Linked DNA regions of Mus musculus: region 2 is linked to region 1. The links are chromatin contacts, called in public Hi-C maps. All regions are on one chromosome and are shown on one strand. Each heading gives the region's core, a stretch centred on a gene start, on an enhancer-like site or on the middle of the called end of the contact. The rest is flanking DNA. Distances are from core to core; before and after follow the strand shown.

What was found. A called contact is a pair of places that touch in the nucleus more often than the background predicts.
Region 2: a Hi-C map of the G1E-ER4 cell line shows a contact between it and region 1, with 2.0 times the contacts expected there. The contact joins two enhancer-like sites. A contact is called at or near these places in 14 of 484 Hi-C or Micro-C datasets (the Ba/F3 cell line, the G1E-ER4 cell line, the N1E-115 cell line and 6 more), 1 of 115 datasets of contacts at active chromatin or transcription factors (embryonic stem cells) and 4 of 9 other capture datasets (adipose tissue, embryonic stem cells, liver and 1 more).

What each region holds. Positions count from the first base shown.
Region 1 is chr9:57,657,048-57,662,032 of GRCm38.p6, reverse strand. No RefSeq gene overlaps it. Among named protein-coding and RNA genes, the nearest start is that of Csk, 14 kb to the right of the region's middle. Within about 2 kb of position 1,327, at least 17 of the 459 cell types and tissues checked have an H3K27ac peak or open chromatin away from gene starts, as enhancers often do. A contact at or near this core is called in the G1E-ER4 cell line, where this site is marked.
Region 2 is chr9:57,872,347-57,877,382 of GRCm38.p6, reverse strand. No RefSeq gene overlaps it. Among named protein-coding and RNA genes, the nearest start is that of Ubl7, 36 kb to the left of the region's middle. Within about 2 kb of position 3,257, at least 24 of the 459 cell types and tissues checked have an H3K27ac peak or open chromatin away from gene starts, as enhancers often do. A contact at or near this core is called in the G1E-ER4 cell line, where this site is marked.

The DNA.
Region 1 (4,985 bases), core at 78-2,577:
TGAGTGCTGGGATTAAAGGCATGTGCCACCACGCCCAGCCTTATTTCTATTTTTTGTTGTTATTGTTTTGTTTTATTTATTTGTTTTGTTTTTGTTTTCACAAAGGTCTCAAAAGAGAGACCTGGAACCACAATATATCCAGTCTTGGTTTCTTTACTATTGCTGTGACAAGATCCTACAACCGAGGCAAGTTACAGTAGCAAGGTTTTATTTAGAGTTTCCTGTTCTGTCACCACCGTGGCAGGAGCCGGCAGCAGGCATGACACCATAGCAGCTGACAGCTCCAATCTTGATCTGTGAGATGCAGGCAGAGAGCCAACTGGAAATGGTGGGAGTCTTTTGAAACATCAAAGCACACTCCCAGGGACACACCTCCTCCCATAGGGTCCACCACCCAAACAGTTCCACCAAGTGGGGATTAAATATTCAAGCATAACAGCCTATGGAGGCCATTTTTATTCAAACATCACAATAGCCTAGTATGACTTTGCCTTTCCCATCTTCCTACCTGTATCGTTGATTGCTACAGGTGCCTGTGTGCACCAGTGCAGCCAGTGTGTGCAGTGCTGTGTGCACCAGTGCAGCCAGTGTGTGCAGTGCTGGCAACTGAACCTAGGACTTTGCTACGTAAGTACTCTGCCAACTGAGCTACAGCCCTATTATTTTTGTTTGTTTGTTTTGGGTTTTTTTGTGGTTTGTTTTGTTTTGTTTCCGAGACAGGGTTTCTCTGTATAGCCCTGGCTGTCCTGGAACTCACCCTGTAGACCAGGCTGCTATTATCTGTTTAAAAACAATTATATGCTAATGTATACAGAGAAGATGGGGGAAAGGGTGTATTTCTTTTCTGGAAAGGCTAAAGATGTCTATGGAATATAGGATGTTTTTATTGTTTGTTTTAAGACAGGGTCTCTCTGTTATGTAGCCCTGAATGTCCTGGAACCCTGGCCTCAAATTCACAGAGATCAGCCTGCCTCTGGCTCCTGAATATAGGATATAGATTTCTTTTTCAGTTCTAAGAGTTGAATCCAGAGCCTCTCCCACACTAGGCAAACAATCTCCCACTGAGCTAGGCAGTTCTCTCTCAGTTCTCCCTGCCCCCAGGAAAAAAAAAGGTGGGGGCACCTGGCTCTAAGTGTCAAGCTGCAACTGTAGTCTTCAAAGTCAACATTTTTCCCATTGGCGGGACCCAATGTTCAAAGGAAATTGTCCTCCCCTCCCTCCTTGTGTACACTTGAAATAAAAACCAAGCCGGCTGGTCACGGTGGCACACACTTGTAATCTACACCTGCAGGAAGCCAAAGCAAGGGCTGCAAAGATAGCTCAGAGATAAGAGCTCTTCCAGACCACTCAGGTTCCATCCAGCACCCACAGGGCAGGTCACAAGCATCTGAAACTCCAGTTCCAGAGGATCCAACGCCCTCTTTGAGCTGCCCTCCTTGGGCATCAGGTATACACATGGTAGTTATGTAGCAAACAGACAGTCGTACGTGCAGGCTAACCTCCCATACACATGAAAAATAACATTTCAAAAGGTAAGGCTGAAGTAGAGTGGGCATAAAGTAGGCAAGACTCATTGAGAGCTCCAGGATAGCCCGAGCTATACACAGCAAGACCTTGTCTCAAACAAACAAACAAACACCCACAACTGCAAGTAAAACCAAGAACCATCTGGGCATGGTGGTGATTACCATCCATCCGTGAGTTTTAGACCAGCCATGGACTATACAGTGAGACACTGTCTATAATAAATAGAATCAGGATTGTGATCTGCGGGGGGGGGGGGGGCGGGGGGGAGTCTTCCTGTTTCTTAGCTGCTAGTTTTCCTTTAAGGTCTCACTCACTGTGTAGCTCTGGGTTCTGGCTGACCTGGAACTAACTATACACATCAGGCCGGCTTTGAACTCATAAAGATCTGCCTGCCTCTGCCACCCAAGTGCTAGGATTAAAGATGGGCACCACTAAATTGCCGGTTTTACTCTCTCCTCCTGCCTGGTCCTGAGTTCTAAGGCCAGGCAGGCTCTGCATCTATCTTCTTTGTTCAGGATGAAGCACCGAGAGTGTGGTCTGTGCTGCCCCTTGGTGGTCATTGAGAAAACTGAGTTCCCCATAGTGCTTGGCCTCTACCCACAATCCCTCAGCCCCAGGCAATCTAATGGAAAGTGGTTTGTGTAAAAATGCAACTTCAAGGTGAATCTCAAGTCTTTCCAAACCAAAAATTCTGGAGAGATTACTAAGAGCGGCTAGAACATGTGCCCCCCCCTTCCTGCACCATTTTTTTTTTTTCAATCTGGTTTTTGCAGACTAACTTGAAACAGCCAGGTGTGATGACACACACCTGAAATCTTAACCATTTAGAGACTGAGTCAGGAGGATTGTGAGCTAGGAACTGGACTGAGTTATATAGCAAGTTCCAGGCTAGCCTGGGCTAGATAATGAAACTCTCACTCTAAGACAGTAGAACCAGCTAACTATATAACTTAGAAAGACACAAATCGTCATCAGCCCCAGGAACTTGGGGGACCGCAGCTCTTGGAGTCCTTCTGATTGGCTGACTGGGAAGTCTTAAGATGCACCTTCCTCTCCCCCAAGTCCTGTTCCTAACCCTTCCCACTCTAAACCCCAACACAAATAACCAGGAGAAACTTGGACATATTGCTATCACAAGAACCAAGGGGGACAAAGTCAATGAGGAGAAGGGTTAGAAAGCCAAGGAGAAAGAAGAAGAAGAACAAAACTAAGAATGAGAATAAGGAGCTGGAAAGATGGCTCAGTGGGAAAGAGCAGAGGGTGCTATTCCAGAAGACATGGGTTCAAGCACCCACATGGCAGCTCACAACTGTCTGTTAACTCCAGTTCCAGGAGGTCTGGTGCCCCCTTCTGGCTTCCACAGGTACCAGGCACACACATGGTATACAAACATACAAGCAAAATACTTATATGCATAAAATAAATTAAATAATTATTTTTTAAAGAGAGAAAAAAAAAGACCGAGAGTAAGAAGGGGCGGGGGAGAAGAGAGAGAGGAAGTTGTCACGTTGTCCCTTGTTTCGCTCACTCCTCCTACAGTGCTTCTTCTTGCACCTCCAAGGCTGAGGCCTTGGTTGTTTTGTGTGCACACAGTGCTTATGTAGAGATCAAAGGACAGCCCTGAGCAGCAGGCCTGGCCTTCCACCTTGTTTGAGACAGGATCTCTTTATTTCCTCTGTATCACACAAGCCAGGCTAGTGGCCCATGAGCTTCAAAGAGTCCCTCCCTTGTCTCCACCTCCCATCTTGTACAAGTGCAGGGATCCCCATGGGGTGTTGAAGGCTTGCTCAGCAATCAGTTTTACCCACTGAGCCATCTTCCCACCCACCCCCACTGTCTTTGTTTGTTTAGTTAGTTTGGATGCTTTCTTTCTTTCTCTCTCTGAGACAGGTTCTCTCTATGTAGTCCTAGCTGTCCCAGAACTCAATATGTAGACTATGCTGGCTACAAATTCACAAACATTCTCCTGCCTCTGCCTCTGGAGTGCTGGAATTAAAGGTGTGTGCCACCACATCCCACTTGGTTGCTTTATTGAGACAAGGCTATACTATATATAGCACAGGCTGACCTCAATCTCATTTTGTAACTCGGGCTGACCTTGAACTAAGATCACTCCAGTGGATCAGCCTGTGGAGTGCTGAGATTATAGGTGTGTACCACCGCACCTGATTCCATCATCATTTTTGGTACTTCGGCCATTGATGCACACCCATTCTTGACTTAGCATACACATACACATGCTTACCTAGAATGGCAGGCAAACAAATGAAGATTACAGGTGTACAGAGGCACAGGGACAAGAATGGGGGGAGATACACACATCCACACACACACTCTTTCAGAGAGAGTATATACAGGGGGATTAAATTCCAAAATCTTGGAGATACCTGGAGTCCAGCCACCTCTTGATTCTACTTGAACGCCAGCCAAATTCCCTGTGGGGGTGCCTGCCCTCTGCTGGTCCCTCTGGGTGTTTGTGCCCACTGCATCCTTAAAAGCTCTACTTTAGCTCACCAAGAAGGTAGGCTGAGGTGCAGAGTGGAAGGGCTTACGTTGCAGTGACACTTCCGGTCGTTTTCAGAGTTGGCACTGTGAACAAGTCCTTGGAAAGAGGCTGCACCTGCAACAGCAGGTTGAGTAGGATGTAAGGGTTTGAAATAAAAGGTTGGAGAGTGGTAGGCCCGGGGTGTAAGTACACTTTATCTCTGTTTTCTCGAGCCTTTCATTTGAATAGTCATTTACTGCCCACCTCCTTGTGTGGCCTAACATAACTATTAGGTAAGTCCTTTTGGAATGGTGAGCAGTGCCCTACCTTCCACCAATCCGAAAACTAAGAATGCCATCAGACAGCATCTGAGGCTGATAGCCGAGATGTCCCCAATTTGCTGTAACCGCCTACCTTTATGAACTCACCCATGATGTGAAAAGTGTTATGACTTTCTTAGTTCTATATTTAAAACTTCACAAAACTTACTGCCACAATGGACCATGGAGTTTGGGGGGAGCCTAAGTCTCCGTTCCTAGGCTGAAATAAATTCTTTCATATTTCCCTTGAGGAAAGAGGTCGTTTTTTACATTTTCTTCAAGATTTGCCCTCTTTTTAATTACATGTATGTGAGCATATCCACAGGTATATCCACCCAAGTGCAGTGCCCACCATAGAGGCCAGAAGTGTGGGAGGCCCGGGAATTGGCGCTGCAGACACCTGTGAGTCCCCTGCTGCAAGTGCTAGAAGTTGAAGTGGAGTCCTCAACAAACCCCTCTCAGTCACTCATCTCCAGCCCTGGTGTTTGCATTTGCTTGGCTTGTTTCTCACACCCACAGCTGATCCTGGGTTTGCTGGCAGCTCTTGCTGCTGGCAGAGAACTGCCGGACAGCGTACGACGCCCCAGTCTGGCACCAGTGCCCTGAGCTGCCTCTCAAAGGGCTCGGGTCAAACCACATTTTCCAAAGCAAGC
Region 2 (5,036 bases), core at 2,008-4,507, 210 kb before region 1:
TAAGCTGAGAATAGCATCCCCCCACACCTATCAGCATGACCAAAAATCAATTTCATCATGGTTGTAACTTCTAGTGCACAGTCTTACTCCTCAGACTTTCAAGTGCCCATTTCACAACGGGTCTTGGAATGCCAAGCACAGGCAGAAAAAGATGGAGCAAGAGACTGGTAGTCGTCAAGACTGAGGTGTTGGGTCCCAGCACAGGAAGATTGCCATAGAGAGGTGGGGATGATAGCAGAGCTACCCAACTGAAAATGTCAGAGCCCCAGAGGAAGAGGAGAGAAGGCTTTGGAGGGCCAGCACCAGAAGCAGAAATTAGTCAAAGAAGTAAGTATGTTGATACCAATGAGAGCCAAGATGTTACTAGAAACGAAGGGACAAATGCAGTAATGAGGAAACTAGAATGAACCCCGTGGCATTAGATTGAAGTGGGAGATATTATGGATGGAGTCGTTGTTTTGTGTGACCTAAGGTGTGCTGGATAGTTTCATGTCACCTCGACACAAGCTATAGTCATTTGGGAGGAGGAAACCTCAATTGAGAAACTGCCTCCGTAAAATAGGGCTGTGAGCTTTTCGTTTGTTTGATTGCTTTTGTTTTGTTTTTGTTTTATTGAGGGCTTTGTTTTGTTTTGAGACAGATTTCTTTGTGGTAGCCCTGGATATCCTGGAACTCACTCTTGTAGAGCAAGCTGGCTTTGAGCTCAGAGATCCCCTTGCCTCTGTCTCTCAAGTGCTGGGATTAAAGGCATGGGCCACTACCATTCAGCTCATTTGTTTCTTAAATTAGTGATGGGTGAGGAGCAAGCCAGTAAGCAGCACTTCTCTGTGGCCTCTGCACTAGTTCCTGCCTCCAGGTTCCTGCCCTGTTTGAGTTCAGTCCCTCATTTCCTTCAGTGATGAACAGTGAGTGATGTGGAAGTGTAAGTCAAATAAACCCTTTCCTCCCCAAGTTGCTTTTGATCATGGTGTTTCATCCAGCAATAGTCACACTAAGACATAGGAGATAAAACATATGTGTGTGTATGTTATTGCATGATGTGTATCTCCTGGATAGGTATTAAAAGGACCAGGAACAGAGGTATCCTGGAGCTTGGAGTCCACTTAGCACCCACATATTTGAATCTCACTTGTAAGAAACCTGGCTGATAGCATCTTCGGTGAGCCAAAAGGCAGCCTGAGTAACACAGACACTGACACTATGCACTATCAGGAGGGTACACAGGACGAAGGGAATCACTCCTGTGATGTTTCTGCTACATCAGACAAAGGCAGATCAAGGGATGATATATGAAATAGCTGGCCTGCTGTCTTCAAAAGTGGTCACGAAGGTCAAGGAGAGAATGAAAAAGTGTTCCAGACCAAAGGAGACTAAAGAGGGATGAAAACCAAATGCAGCCAGTGATCCTGGCCTGAGTTCTTTTCCGGAGGATGTCCTTGTGACAATTGTCAAAGTTGAATGGGGTCTGTGAGTTGGATTGAAGTAAAGTGTTATTGTCAATGACCTAGTTTTGATATTTTATTGATGTGTGGGAATGTTGTTTCTAGGAAATACACTAATTTATCTGCATGGGTGACAGGGCATTTGCTGGTAATGAACTCTTAAATAGCTCAGAGCAAATCTATTTTTGTGCTACCACTGCAATTTTTCCTTTTCTTTTTCTTTTTTTTTTTTTTTTTGAGGGAAAAAAATAACATAGCCAAGTTTTACTCCAAGGCCTGCAAACACTCAGACTAATCATACATCAATACATCAATCCTTATGTAATACTTATAATACATCAGGAATAGTATTTGAAGTCTAGAGAATTAACTAAGCGCTAAACCACACACCATATAATTCCAAAGTAACAACTGTTAAACAAAATGTGAGATGACATTAGCCATGAACATTGATATACTTAGTGAGGACATAATTAACAAGCTAGTCTTACTAACAAAAAACCCAAAGATCTATTTTGTATTGTCCATGTTTGTTTTTTAAATTTTTCTTCATAAATCCATTGATAATTAAGACTTCCTTTAAATATGGAGTTTCCAACATGAAAAATTGTGTTTTGAAGGCTAGGGATGTTGCTCAGCCATGGAACACATTCACAGGATTGAGTGAGTCCTATCCCTTCCCACATACCCACTTGCACACACATGCAGAGACCAAGTCTGTGTGTTGTTAAAATTACCTTTCTATTTTAATGTGCACACGCCCACTAGGCAGTGCCTCTGCCCCAGCAAACCCGTTGCCATTCAACAAATGATGATTCAATGCACTGATGAGCCCAAAGCGATTGGTGATCCAATGTCTACCTTCTGCCAACATAAACAATTCAAGCCACCAAGTTAGATAAGAGGGAAACTAGGAGATATAAAGATATGAAACTAAAACTTACTCTGTTTCTGAAACTACAAAGACTTTAGTAGAGTATTAAATTATATTTAAGTACCTGGTCATAGAAAACTATATTTACTTTGAAAACATAGGACCACACTTAAAAAAAAAAAAAAAAAAAAAAAGGCAGGGCAGGGTTGGGTAGTAACTGGCTGTGTTTGTTTCAATTCCAAGCAAGTCTATAAATGCAGCTTGTTTTATTTTTCTTAAAATATACAATGCACTGGGCAGTGGTGGTACACACCTTTAATCCCAGCACTTGGGAGGCAGAGGCAGGCAGATTTCTGAGTTGGAGGCCAGCCTGTTCTACAGAGTGAGCTCCAGGATAGCCAGGAGTACACAGAGAGAGAAAAAAAAAGATACAATGTATACTTGCACCTGACCAACATTTAGTTTTGAGCAGAATGGCACATACACAAGCAATTTGAGTCACATGGTTGTCAGATATGCCAAATGGGAATAAACCAAAGTCACAAAAAATGTTAAAGAGCAAAAGTATCTAACCTTCAAAAAGGCAACATGTAGACATGGCTTCAAAAAGTAAAGGGGACCGGGAGCCTAGCTTAGTGGTCACACTTGCCTAGCGTGTGAGGCACTGGGTTGGATCCTCAGTACTGTGCAGAAAAGCAAAAACCCGGATGTGGGGTGATCAAGGCCACTTCAACCTGAAGTAACTCCACAGCAGAGCATTGGGACACACCAGGAAGTGACCTCATGGGGAATGAGTGACTCAAGGCTCACGAAAGTTTACAGGATTGTAAAAATATACTAATGCACAAAATAATAAAACTAACTCCAGATTTTCCTCCTTGGGTAAGCTGGGGGGGTGGGGTGGGCAGGGAGCGGGGGGGGGGGGCATTTCCTGGAAAGCTTCTGTTCAGCCATGCATGCTTGCTGGGCTCACCAGCGCCAGCACACAAGGTCACAAGAACTACAGCCAGTCCTCATTTTCCTTAATAACTTGCTTTTCCACCCACACTCACAGACTTTATTTTCATTACAAGACGCTAGCTTTCTAGTGCTACATTTTAATTGACATATTACGTTTAAAGTCTTGATTTGTTTAATGAATCTCTTAGTAGTAGGCAACATGATGGAGCTAACTGCTGGAGGCCTCGTGACAGCTACAGGGAAGCTCTTGATTTAAAATATGATCAAGATAAGACTGTATCAGAAGCACTGCGACACTAGTGGTGGACAGATAAGGGACTTTTCATCAGCGGTCATTCATAATTTTGCCTTTAGAGACTTGGAAGAAATTGTCATCTTTGAGTTTCAAATGTTCAGGTAAATCCAGTTGTTGTTTTTGGTTTGTTTGTTTGTTTGTTTGTTTTTAGCTTCTTTGGTATCACCTTGAATCGCAGACATAAGTGACTCTAAAGAATCAAAGTTCTTTCAGGTCTGAGGTAGCCAACAGTGGCCACATTGGGAGTTTCCCTATAGAAGTCCTCTTTGAAGGTATGCATGATGTGGGTTTCCATGGACTTTTTCACGTTCTTGTAGTATAGATTCCATCCTGTGCGTACCACCATTTTATGGACATCTCTGCTCCGTAGTATTAAATGCCAGTGGACACATCAGCTGGCAGATTGTCCACTACTTGTTCAGCAAACTTGTTGTGGGGGTGCCCAGTTGCTTGGAGCCGTGAGTGTGGTGCCTGCCCTGGACCAGCCAGGGATCCTGCGGGACACCCGGGACACCCGGGACACCCGACGCTACCAGTGCCTGCCCACAAGACAGCCGCCAGGTTCCAGAACCCAGTGGCCGCTCGGCCGGAACTAGCAATTTTTCAAAACCACGAAATTAGTAAATAATAGAAAAAAATGGGGAAAATCTTATTTCACTATCAATCTAGTGGATGGATAAAATCTAAAATAAACTTGCACAGCTATGGATATTATATGTATATACTTCAACACAAAATGATAAATCTTCAGGAGAAGTGATTTGATTATACTTCTAGGGAAAAAATGAGTTAATTTGTTTTCACCCATACCAATAATCCATATTACCCCAACCTATTACTTCCCATGCCAATAATCCATATTAAGGCACACGGGTGTGCCTGAACCACCTACGCTGTGAGATCAATACATATTCTGTAACCTGGAAGTTAGCACCCCTGTCCTCCACAGTGTAGTCTCTGCTTCAGTTGTGCCAAAGAAACCCTTCTTTCCCAACACTATCAATTGTCTTCTTTTGGAACAGTGACCTATAACTGCCTTATGTTGATAGAACAGAGCAAATGCCCCATGTGGTGGTGCATCCCTTTAATCCCAGCACTCAATAGACAGAGGCAAGTGGAACCTGTGAGTACAAGGTCAGATCGGTCTACACATCGAATTGATGGCCAGTCAGGGCTACATAGTGAGACAAATGCATACCTGCATGCATACATACATACATACATACATACATACATACATACATACATACAAAAAGGAAAAAATGAAGAAATTAAATAAGTTAGATCAGCTAATTGCCTGAATGAGACCCTAAAAAGATTGGATCCACTGACATTTCCCTTGTAAGAGAAGGAAGGGACTAAAGCTGCCTTTCACAAGTCCTCTCCCCAAGGACATAAGGGTTAAAAATTGCTGGACTGAGCCGAGCCTAATGATACATGCCTTTAATCTAAGCATTCATGAGGC